Regions from separate parts of the Bos taurus genome. Here region 1 is linked to region 2. Evidence: chromatin contacts called from public Hi-C data. All regions are on one chromosome and are shown on one strand. Each heading gives the region's core, a stretch centred on a gene start, on an enhancer-like site or on the middle of the called end of the contact. The rest is flanking DNA. Distances are from core to core; before and after follow the strand shown.

Region 1 (4,520 bases), core at 514-3,013, 46 kb after region 2:
CCTGGAGCTAGAGTGGACAGTGGGGCCAATACCTGTGGGGTGAGCGGGGCTGGGGGCTGGGGGAAGGGCAAAGTGAGGTTAAAGTGAAGCTCACCACCTTGCCATCCCATTGGGTATAGAGACGGCTGGGGGAAGGAGGTCATCAGTCGCTTTGACACTGCATTGGCGACACGCGGACTCTTCTACACTGACAGCAATGGCCGGGAGATCCTGGAGAGGAGGTGGAGAGACTGGGGGCACCGAGGGGTGGTCTGTGGTGTGCTGGGGCCCAGGGCAGTGAGGGGGCATCTGCTGATCCTAATGACTGTGGGAGGGAGAGGATGAAGGAGGAGTGGGTGAGTGGGGGGAAGGGAGCCAGACTCCAAGCCTGATCAAATCCTAACCCCACCCCAGGCGGAATTATAGACCTACCTGGAAGCTGAACCAGACTGAACCCGTGGCTGGAAATTACTATCCAGTCAACAGCCGCATTTACATCACGGTACCCATCCCCCACCCTGCTCCCCACCTTTTCCTGACACCCCTTTACAGAGTGGACTTCACCTGTTCTTGACATCTCCCAACTGTCCTCAGCAGTCTCCACCATCCCTGTGGGGCCTGCCTGGGAGCCGGGGCTGGCCAGCAGTGCAGCCCCTCACTCACCCTTTACCCCTCAGGATGGGAACATGCAGCTGACTGTGCTCACTGACCGGTCCCAGGGGGGCAGTAGCCTGAGAGATGGCTCCTTGGAACTCATGGTTAGTGGTCTGAGCCCCCATCTAAGTCAGGGTCCTTCCACCAGTTCCCTTCCTGCCCTCTACAGGACCTTGAAGCCAGTTTCTTTTGCTAGGTGCACCCCTTTGTTTGTGGTCCCCGCTAAGCTGAACCCTCCATTCCTCTGTGAGACATTCACTCCGTGCTTTTATCCAATCCCTACCCAAACTTCCGCTCCAGGCCCTGATTTACCCTATGCACGCCCGCATTAGATCCTTACCGCCGTCTGCCCTAGCCCGTTGTTAGGTCGGATCCCCACGTTTACTGGGGATCCCTTACGTTCCCTTCGTCGTCACCCGTTTCCCCCAATATTTTTTTTTCCCTTGAAATCCCCACGTACTTTCACCCAGTTTCCGGCCCAGAAATTGGCTACAGGAACCCTCACTCTTGGCCACTCTCCCCGCAGGTGCACCGAAGGCTGCTGAAGGACGATGCACGCGGAGTTGGGGAGCCGCTGAACAAGGAGGGGTCGGGGCTTTGGGTGCGAGGACGTCACCTCGTGCTGTTGGATAAGAAGGAGACTGCGGCCGCCAGGCACCGGTTACAGGCGGAGATGGAGGTCCTGGCCCCGCAGGTGGTGCTGGCTCAAGGTGGCGGCGCGCGGTATCGCCTCGAGAAAGCCCCACGCACGCAGGTGAGGAGGCGCGGCAGAAAGAGGACCCTAAGAACGCCTGCGGAGGGAGGGGCGGAGTTGAGGGCGGGTTTTCCTAGGTTTAACTGAGACCCACCTCGCCTGTTCCTACTCGTCCTGGGGTAAGCGAATCCCGTTCGCTTAGCTCAGCGTAGTCTCGGTTCAACCCTCTCGCCCACTCAACTTCTCCAACAGCGTCTCTCTCCTGGCTTCATCCCAATCCTAACTCTGTCAGGGGATGAGAACCGTTCTGCCGCTAACCTGGCACCGCCGGGTCCCCTCATTGGCTCAGTCTTCCCAGTCCTGGCTGAGCCCCGCCTCCTGAGCACGGCCAAGGCCCGCCCCTCCGCGCTGAATCTCCGCCTCCTGAAGCCTCTCAGCCCCGCCCCTCCCGGCTCAGCCCCGCCCCTCCCGGCTCAGCCCCGCCCCGCTCTTTCCCTCAGTTCTCTGGGCTCCGCCGCGAGCTGCCACCCTCGGTACGTCTGCTCACATTGGCCCGCTGGGGCCCGGAGACACTGCTGCTGCGCTTAGAGCACCAGTTCGCCGTAGGGGAGGACTCGGGCCGGAACTTGAGCTCCCCGGTGACCCTGGACTTGACGGTGAGGATAGAGATGGAAAGGAGACTGGGGAGAGGAGGGAGGGGAAACCCCGCTTTGTCCCAACGCATCCGGGCCCCTTCACTGCCCGCAGAACTTGTTTTCCGCCTTCACCATCACCAACCTGCGGGAGACCACGCTGGCGGCCAACCAGCTCCTGGCCTACGCCTCCAGGCTCCAGTGGACGACGGACACGGGTAGGAGCCTGCCCGGAGCGGGGTGGCGGCCGGGGGTCCGGGGAGGGGGGCGGCGGGTCAGTGTGGGAGGTGCGGGAATGTTGACCCGGTCCAGGTATAGAGCTTGGAGGGTCGGAGTAAGTCGGTGTTCAGATTTAGGTTAGGGGTTTAAGGGAGTGATGTGGCTTGACAGTCCTTGAGGGTGGGACTTGTGGGTGTGAGGACAGTGCCCAGACACTGGGGAGAGATTTGAGCATCTGGGGGTGGTATCTAGGCTCTGGCAAACAGTTGAAGGGTCTGGGAGTGAGGGCCTGGGGAAAGATTTAAAGCGGTATGTCTGTGTTCAGGGGAGGGCGCACAGAGGATGTTAAGGCGGAGGAAGTCTGCATCCCTCACTTCTCCCCTCCACCTCCCCAGGCCCCACACCCCATCCTTCTCCTTCCCGTCCGGTGTCCGCCACCATCACGCTGCAGCCCATGGAAATCCGTACCTTCTTGGCTTCGGTCCAATGGGAAGAGGACGGCTAGACCCACTGGATACAAGACTACCGGCTCCGAGCCTGAGTTCTCTCTCCGGGGGCGGAGCCAACTCTCCCCCTTGTTGCTCTTACTACCACCAATGAAAGCCATTAAAATGTCACTACCGAGACTCAGGTCAAGGTGTGACTGAGTGTGGGTTTCCTTTTTTTTTTTTGAGGGCAGTGGAATTTATGACCTAGAAAGGTCAGCAGGGGCTTCCCAGGTGGCACAGTGGTAAGAATCTGTCTGCCAATGCAGGAGACATGGGTTCAATCCTGGGTTCGGAAGATCCCTGGAGCAGGAAATGGTAACCTGCTCTAGTAGTCTTGTCTGGAAAATTCCATGGACAGAGGATCCCGGCTGGGTACAGTCCATGGGGTCGCGAAGATTTGGACATGACTGAGTGACTAAACACAAAAACACAAGGTCAGCAAATCCTAGCTGACCCTTGACCCGAGTTCTTTCAGGAAGGCCACTTGCTGGCCTGAATCCTCAGACCATAGTCTACACAGTTCATATCCCACCCCACCCACCACTCCCTCCTCCACTCCTGCTTCACTCTTCCATCCCCTAGGGCTGTGACACATCTGTGTTTTTGTTTATTTTTTATTTTTGCTGCCCATTGTGCCTTGTGGGGTCTTAGTTCCCAGATCAGGGATTGAACCCCAGGGCCATGGCAGTGAAAGCGCCGAATCCTAACCACTGGACTGCCAAGGAGATCCCTGGCACAGCTGTTCTGAGAAGCCACTGAGGACAGACTTGTATTGGCTTGTCCTGGGCCCAGAAAGCCAGACATACCCTGCAGGCCTCCCAAACTCTACCTTGGCGCCCTGAAGGTGGGGAATCTCAGCGGTCCTGGGGGGGCGGGGTATGAAAGAAGAATCAGAACCAGGTTCCAAAGCTAGGCCTTGGACAGGTGGGCTGGAGATGTGGGCCTCCCAGGAGACAGGCAGAGAGCCTGGCATGCCCTGGTTCTGGTGTTCTGGAATATTCTGGAATCTGTCTCAGAGGAAGGAGACCTGAGGCTTAGAATTGAAAGAAAGTCAGTACAGTTTTGTGTGGGTCCCTTGAAGGCGGTCTGGAGGCTGGGACGGCATTGCCACGCCCACCTGCAGCCCACGTAGAGACCATTGTTTGGATGCTTAGGCCCCTGATTGTCAGATGTGCCTCCAGAAGCTATGTCTACAGCCTCCTTGGGTGGGTAACAGGCATGGACCTGGGCCAGCTTGGAGCCCCTGGGCAGATCACAGATGGGATCTGGGTGCCAGATGCACTTCTTGAAAAGTTTTCTAAGTCTCCCTGTAGAGAGAGAAACCAGAGAGGCCCCAGGAGGGCATCCAAGTCTAATTGCCACACTGCATGCGGTCCAATCACTGGATATACCTTCTCCAGATGGATGTACCTTCTCCAGATGGATGTGCCTTCTCCAGACTTTTTTTTTTTTTTTTAATTTCGCTTTGCCAGGTCTTAATTGCCACTTGCAGGATCTTTATTATTATTATTTTAAAAATTATTTATTTTTGGCTCTGCTGGGTCTTCATTGCTTTGTGTGGGCTTTCTCTAGCTGAGGCATGAGGACTGCTGTTCGTTTCAGTGTAGGGGCTTCTCTGATGGTGTCTCACGCTGTGGAGCATGGGCTCTACGGCGCGTGGGCTGCAGTAGTTGCAGCAGCGGGCTCAGTAGTTGTGGCACATGTGTTTAGTTGCCCCGTGGCATGTGATATCTTCCTGAACTAGGGATCAAACTCGTGTTCTCTGTACTGGCAGGTGGATTCTTATCCACTGTGCCACCAGGGAAGTCTGTGTAGGATCTTTAGTTGTGGCATGTGAACTCCCAGTTGAGGTAT
Region 2 (4,526 bases), core at 654-3,153:
GTCCTAAGACCCCACCAGACTAGGACAGTGAAACTTGTGGGATTGTTTGGGGATTCCTTCACAGTGGGAGAGACTCCCCTAAGGTGGAGGGGTGGTTACTTCCCATTTGGCCTAGAAACTGAAACCAAGCCTTGCAGCCCCCTTACTGGGGTTTTCTTTTCTCTTTTCCCTGCTTTCTATTTCTTTGGGGGCCTCTTTGCAATTTGCGATTTGCTGGGGTGGGGGTTGACTGGATTCCTGCGTCCTGGGGCCTGCTCCATCCATCCCTCTGGGGCCCTGCCAGAGGGGCACTGGTGCACATTCCATAAACCCAGCTGGTTCCCCGCTGTGAAACTCCAGCAGGTCTCTGGAAGCCATTTGTAGAAAAAGAAAAGAAAAAAAAAATAATCATTTAATTTTCTGGTAATTCCAGTGCTTTGGAGAATCCTCTGCTGGGTCTTCGGGTGTGTGGATTGGCTGCCTGATGGGATTGGTAACCCCTTCTCCATCCAAGATGGGGGGCCTGGTTCTAGTTCTTCTCTTTTTTTTTTTTTTTTTAAGAAGACTATTTAATTTTTTAATTTATTTTGGTTGATTTTTGCACAATGAAGTTTCAGCTTCTCAACCTTTTTCCCTTGCCTAGGGCTGCAGACCCTGACTGGCCTCGATCTGCAGTCCCTCTCGTTCCCACATCCCCCCTTCCCCTCATCCTTTTCTTCCTGCGGGCTCCAGGGTCTGTCCATTTGTTACTGTGCTGTGCTGGGGACTGGCGCCAAGGTGGCGTGAGATTCCACTTGTGTAGAACTTTGTTGAGTAAAGATCAGTTTCTTGTGAAACCCTTGGTCTCCATCTGGCCTCTTGTGTCCTTGGGTTTTGGCAGTAGAGAAGAGATGTAGAGGGGGGCCTGGAAAGTTTTAGAAATGGGATGTACAGGAATCAGGTCAGGAAATAACTGGAGGAGTGGGGAAGTAAGAGTAAACATTAAATGTGGTAATATAGCACATGCAACACCGTCTCTGGGACATAATTGCAGTCTGGGAGCTCACTACAGCACAGATTCAAAATCACCATGGGCTAAAGACTAAACTGAGTGGCAAAGAGCAAGACCTTGCAGCACTCTTGGGCTGGTTTCACAACTCTGGATTTGTATAATGCTCAGCCCAACGTCAAGGCCGTGGGACCCAGGAAAACATGCACAACAGTTAAAGGCAAATAAAAAATCTCTTATCTGGGTATGCAGAGGCCTCAGGATAAAATCTTGCAACCTCTGTACAACCCAACGATCACCTGCATCAACCTGGAAGAAATTTTTAAATGCTGACACAACCAGTTTTCATTTAAGTGTGTGCATTTTAGTGAGAAAAAATAAAGCTAACCAGTGAAACAGTGGTATGTCCCATAGAGAAAAATACAGTGGAGGGAGGGGAGAAAGTACGTTTTGGAAAATGACCAGTCTTACAGTACTCTGGGTACTTAGGGTACTCTGCTAAGGTGATTGAGCAAAGAGCCACGTGGATATCAGAAGAGGGAACGGGCTAGTGCTGCTTAGAATTTGTTTAACTTTCACCGAGGGCTCTGCAGTGTGTTTCTGGGTCGCTAAGAAAAGACAGGAATCACTGGCATGCCTAGACTTCGAACCAGGAAAAGAAATTTATTTCTTAGGTTCCGTGTCTGTGAGAAGTGCTTTAGGGCCGTGTTTTTCAAACCAGAGTCCAATGGCCCTTTGCATCAGCAACATCAGACATTCTAGTTTAATAAACGCAGGAACCAGAAATCGGGATTTTTCCAGTCCAAGGTCGACGCAGCTTAAGAACTAGACCTTTCCGAGGAGCCCGCATCCAGCACGCGGCCAGTTTCCACGCGGGTTGCTTGGTTCCGGCTGGCGCCTAACGTCATCAGGCAGCGCCGGAAGTGCCCTCGTGCTGCCTAGGAGACAGGACGCGGGCTCTGAGTCTGACAGAGCAGGGCCAGCCGCGCCCACCCGGTCGCCATGGAGCTGCCTCCAGGGCCGCGCGACGATCCCCACGCCTGGGACGATGACTCGGACCCGGAGCTGGAGCCTGACCCCGACGCGCAGGCCGAGGCTTACGTGGCCCGCGTGCTCAGTCCTCCAAAACTCGGGCTGGCACCCCCGCGCGCCCCTCCTTTGCCCGCGCCCACGGTGTCCTTTGGCTCTCTGGAACCGCGGGCCGCGTCCAAGGGCCCGACTGTGGCAGTTCCGGGCCTGCTGAGCCTACCCCCGGAGCTGCTGCTCGAGATCTGCGCCTACCTCGACGCGCGCCTCGTGCTCCATGTCCTGCCACGCGTTTGCCACGCGCTGCGCGACCTCGTGCGTGACCGTGTCACCTGGAGGCTACGCGCGCAGCGCCGCGTACGGGCTCCCTACCCAGTGGTGGAAGGTGCGCGCGCCCGGGGGTCGCCTGCCCAAGTCAGGCCTGGGGCGAGGGGGAAGGGGTCTAGGGTGTCATGAGCACACCCACTGGAGAAAACTCCCTGGCTGTCCTGGTTCAGGGTGGCTGAGGTAGTTACTGGTAGTACCAAAGCTCCTGACCTCTGGGTGAACCATGAGGCAGATACTTGGGATCCTGAGGCTATAGAAATCTACCTGGATAACTGGGGTCCCTGAACTCAAGATCCAATGATTCTCAGGCCGGGGGTTGCTACAGCGACTTAAAGTCTCAGGCTGTCAGGCTGCTCGGTGCTCAAAGTAAGACCAAGAATCCCCAGGTTCTGGGTGTAGATGCTAAGGCAGCAACTGGTAATGTAAAAGTCCCTTACCCCTAGAGTCTTGGCCTAGGTGAGGGTGAGACATGGACACAGGTCCAGAGCCTACAACCCTTGAACCTAAGCTATGGTTTAGAGGTTGGGATCTCTGATACCAGCAGTCACAGATCCTCAAGTTCAGGGTCTAACCTGTGATCTCAGACAAGGGCTGGTGGTCATTCCTTCTGCCACCAAAGTCTTTGGTCCCTAGAGGATAATGCAGCCTGCTGGTCTTGAATTGATGGGACTTTACTGAACAGCTTGATTAAAATATAGATGTTTGGGTCAAGGGCTTGGGTTCTGCTCCTTGACAAGGGTCCCAGGTTTGGGATACTGATTTTGGGGAACACTTCCATGAGTCTGGTTCAGGTGGCCAAAACAAGAAGGGTTAGTTATGTAGTCCTAACTCTTGTGCCCAGCCAAAGGGGTAGGGAGGGTGAAGCTGAGGTTGGACCACAGCCAGGGGTGAGGTAGGACTTTAACATCCTGAGGTTGGAGAATGAGGCCTGGGAAGGTGATCCTGGGGCTTCAGTTACCCAATATCTGGAAACGGTAAGGAGCAGCCTTAGACCTGCATGGCAGGTGGGTGGGCTGGTGGTCCCAAAGCTAGAGCCTGGGCTTCCTTGGGTGGGGTAAGGGATCCAAGTGGGATTCTCTCCAAGTCTTCTGCTCCCCAGAAGCCAGTGGTGAGCTTGGAAAGCTGTAGTGGGTGGCAGGGTTCCTGCCCACTGGGGACCCTGGTATTGCATCCCACAGAGGAGGACTTTGACTGGCCGACGGCCTGCATTGAGTTGGAGCAGCACCTGTCGCGTTGGGCAGATGATGGGCGCAGGGCTGAGTACTTCTGCCTAGCCGATGGGCACTTTGCTTCCATTGACTCGGTGCTGCTGCTTCAGGTGAGACAGGGGTTGGTGGAGGGCCTGGCAGTGGGGGGCCAGGGTGACCCCTACCACACCACCTCACTCCTCTCCCAGGGTGGGACACTCTGCCTGTCTGGCTCCCGAGATCGCAATGTCAACCTGTGGGACCTGCAGCAGCTGGGGGTGGAGCCCAGCAGGGTTCTGGTCAAGACCCTGGGGACCCAGAAGAACAGCACTCACAAGGTGAGGGGATAGGAGATCAGGCAAAGGTAGGAGCTAGGAGGCCTGGGCAGGCTACTGTGGCTGAGGGCATGGGTTTTGGCACCAGAGCTCATTGATTTATTTTTTTTTAATTTTTATTAATTTTTTTGGTTATGCTGGGTCTTCATTGCTGCACTCTGGCTTCTTCTAGTTGTGGCGAGCCGGGGCTACTCTTTGTTGAAGTGCTCAGGCTTCTCACTGCGGTGGCTTCTCTTGTTGCGAGGCACAGGCTCTAGGTGAGAGCAGGTTTATTTAGTAATTGCAGCACATGGGCTCAGTAGTTGCAGTGTGAGACTTTAGGGCGCATGGGCTTCAGTAGTTGTGGTGCATGGGTTTAGTTGCTTCTTGACATGTGGAATCTTCCCAGACCAGGAACTGAACCTGTGTCCCTTGCATTCGTAGGTGGATTTCTATCCACTGTGCCCCCAGGAAAGTTCCAGACCTCATAGATTTCAATCTTGGTCTGCTATTGTTTGTGTGACTTTGGGTAAAGTCAAAGTCATATATGACTTCTCTGGGCCTCACTTACTGCTTCTGTCCAGTGTCAATTAGGATGAGGTTGAATGAGGTGACTATGCATTAAGAGCTTCACTCAGGCTCATATAGAGTAGGTGCTCAGATGTCGGGTTTACAGATACGTGGAATCTAGTTCCCTGACCAGGG

What was found. A called contact is a pair of places that touch in the nucleus more often than the background predicts.
Region 1: a Hi-C map of blastocyst shows a contact between it and region 2, with 2.1 times the contacts expected there. The contact joins the enhancer-like site here to the promoter of FBXW9 in region 2. A contact is called at or near these places in 3 of 11 Hi-C or Micro-C datasets (blastocyst, skeletal muscle and an unstated tissue).

What each region holds. Positions count from the first base shown.
Region 1 is chr7:12,850,963-12,855,482 of ARS-UCD2.0, forward strand. It overlaps MAN2B1 (mannosidase alpha class 2B member 1), which reads left to right. Exons shown (of 24, transcript NM_174561.2): 17 at 1-39; 18 at 120-221; 19 at 394-481; 20 at 657-737; 21 at 1,160-1,387; 22 at 1,828-1,983; 23 at 2,075-2,177; 24 at 2,574-2,802. The coding sequence ends at 2,683. Among named protein-coding and RNA genes, the nearest start is that of MAN2B1, 15 kb to the left of the region's middle. Within about 2 kb of position 1,764, at least 60 of the 102 cell types and tissues checked have an H3K27ac peak or open chromatin away from gene starts, as enhancers often do. A contact at or near this core is called in blastocyst and skeletal muscle, where this site is marked.
Region 2 is chr7:12,805,064-12,809,589 of ARS-UCD2.0, forward strand. FBXW9 (F-box and WD repeat domain containing 9) reads left to right here and starts at 1,904. Exons shown (of 10, transcript NM_001038151.2): 1 at 1,904-2,378; 2 at 3,499-3,638; 3 at 3,717-3,845. The coding sequence starts at 1,970. It overlaps TNPO2 (transportin 2), which reads left to right. Exons shown (of 24, transcript NM_001205503.2): 24 at 1-815.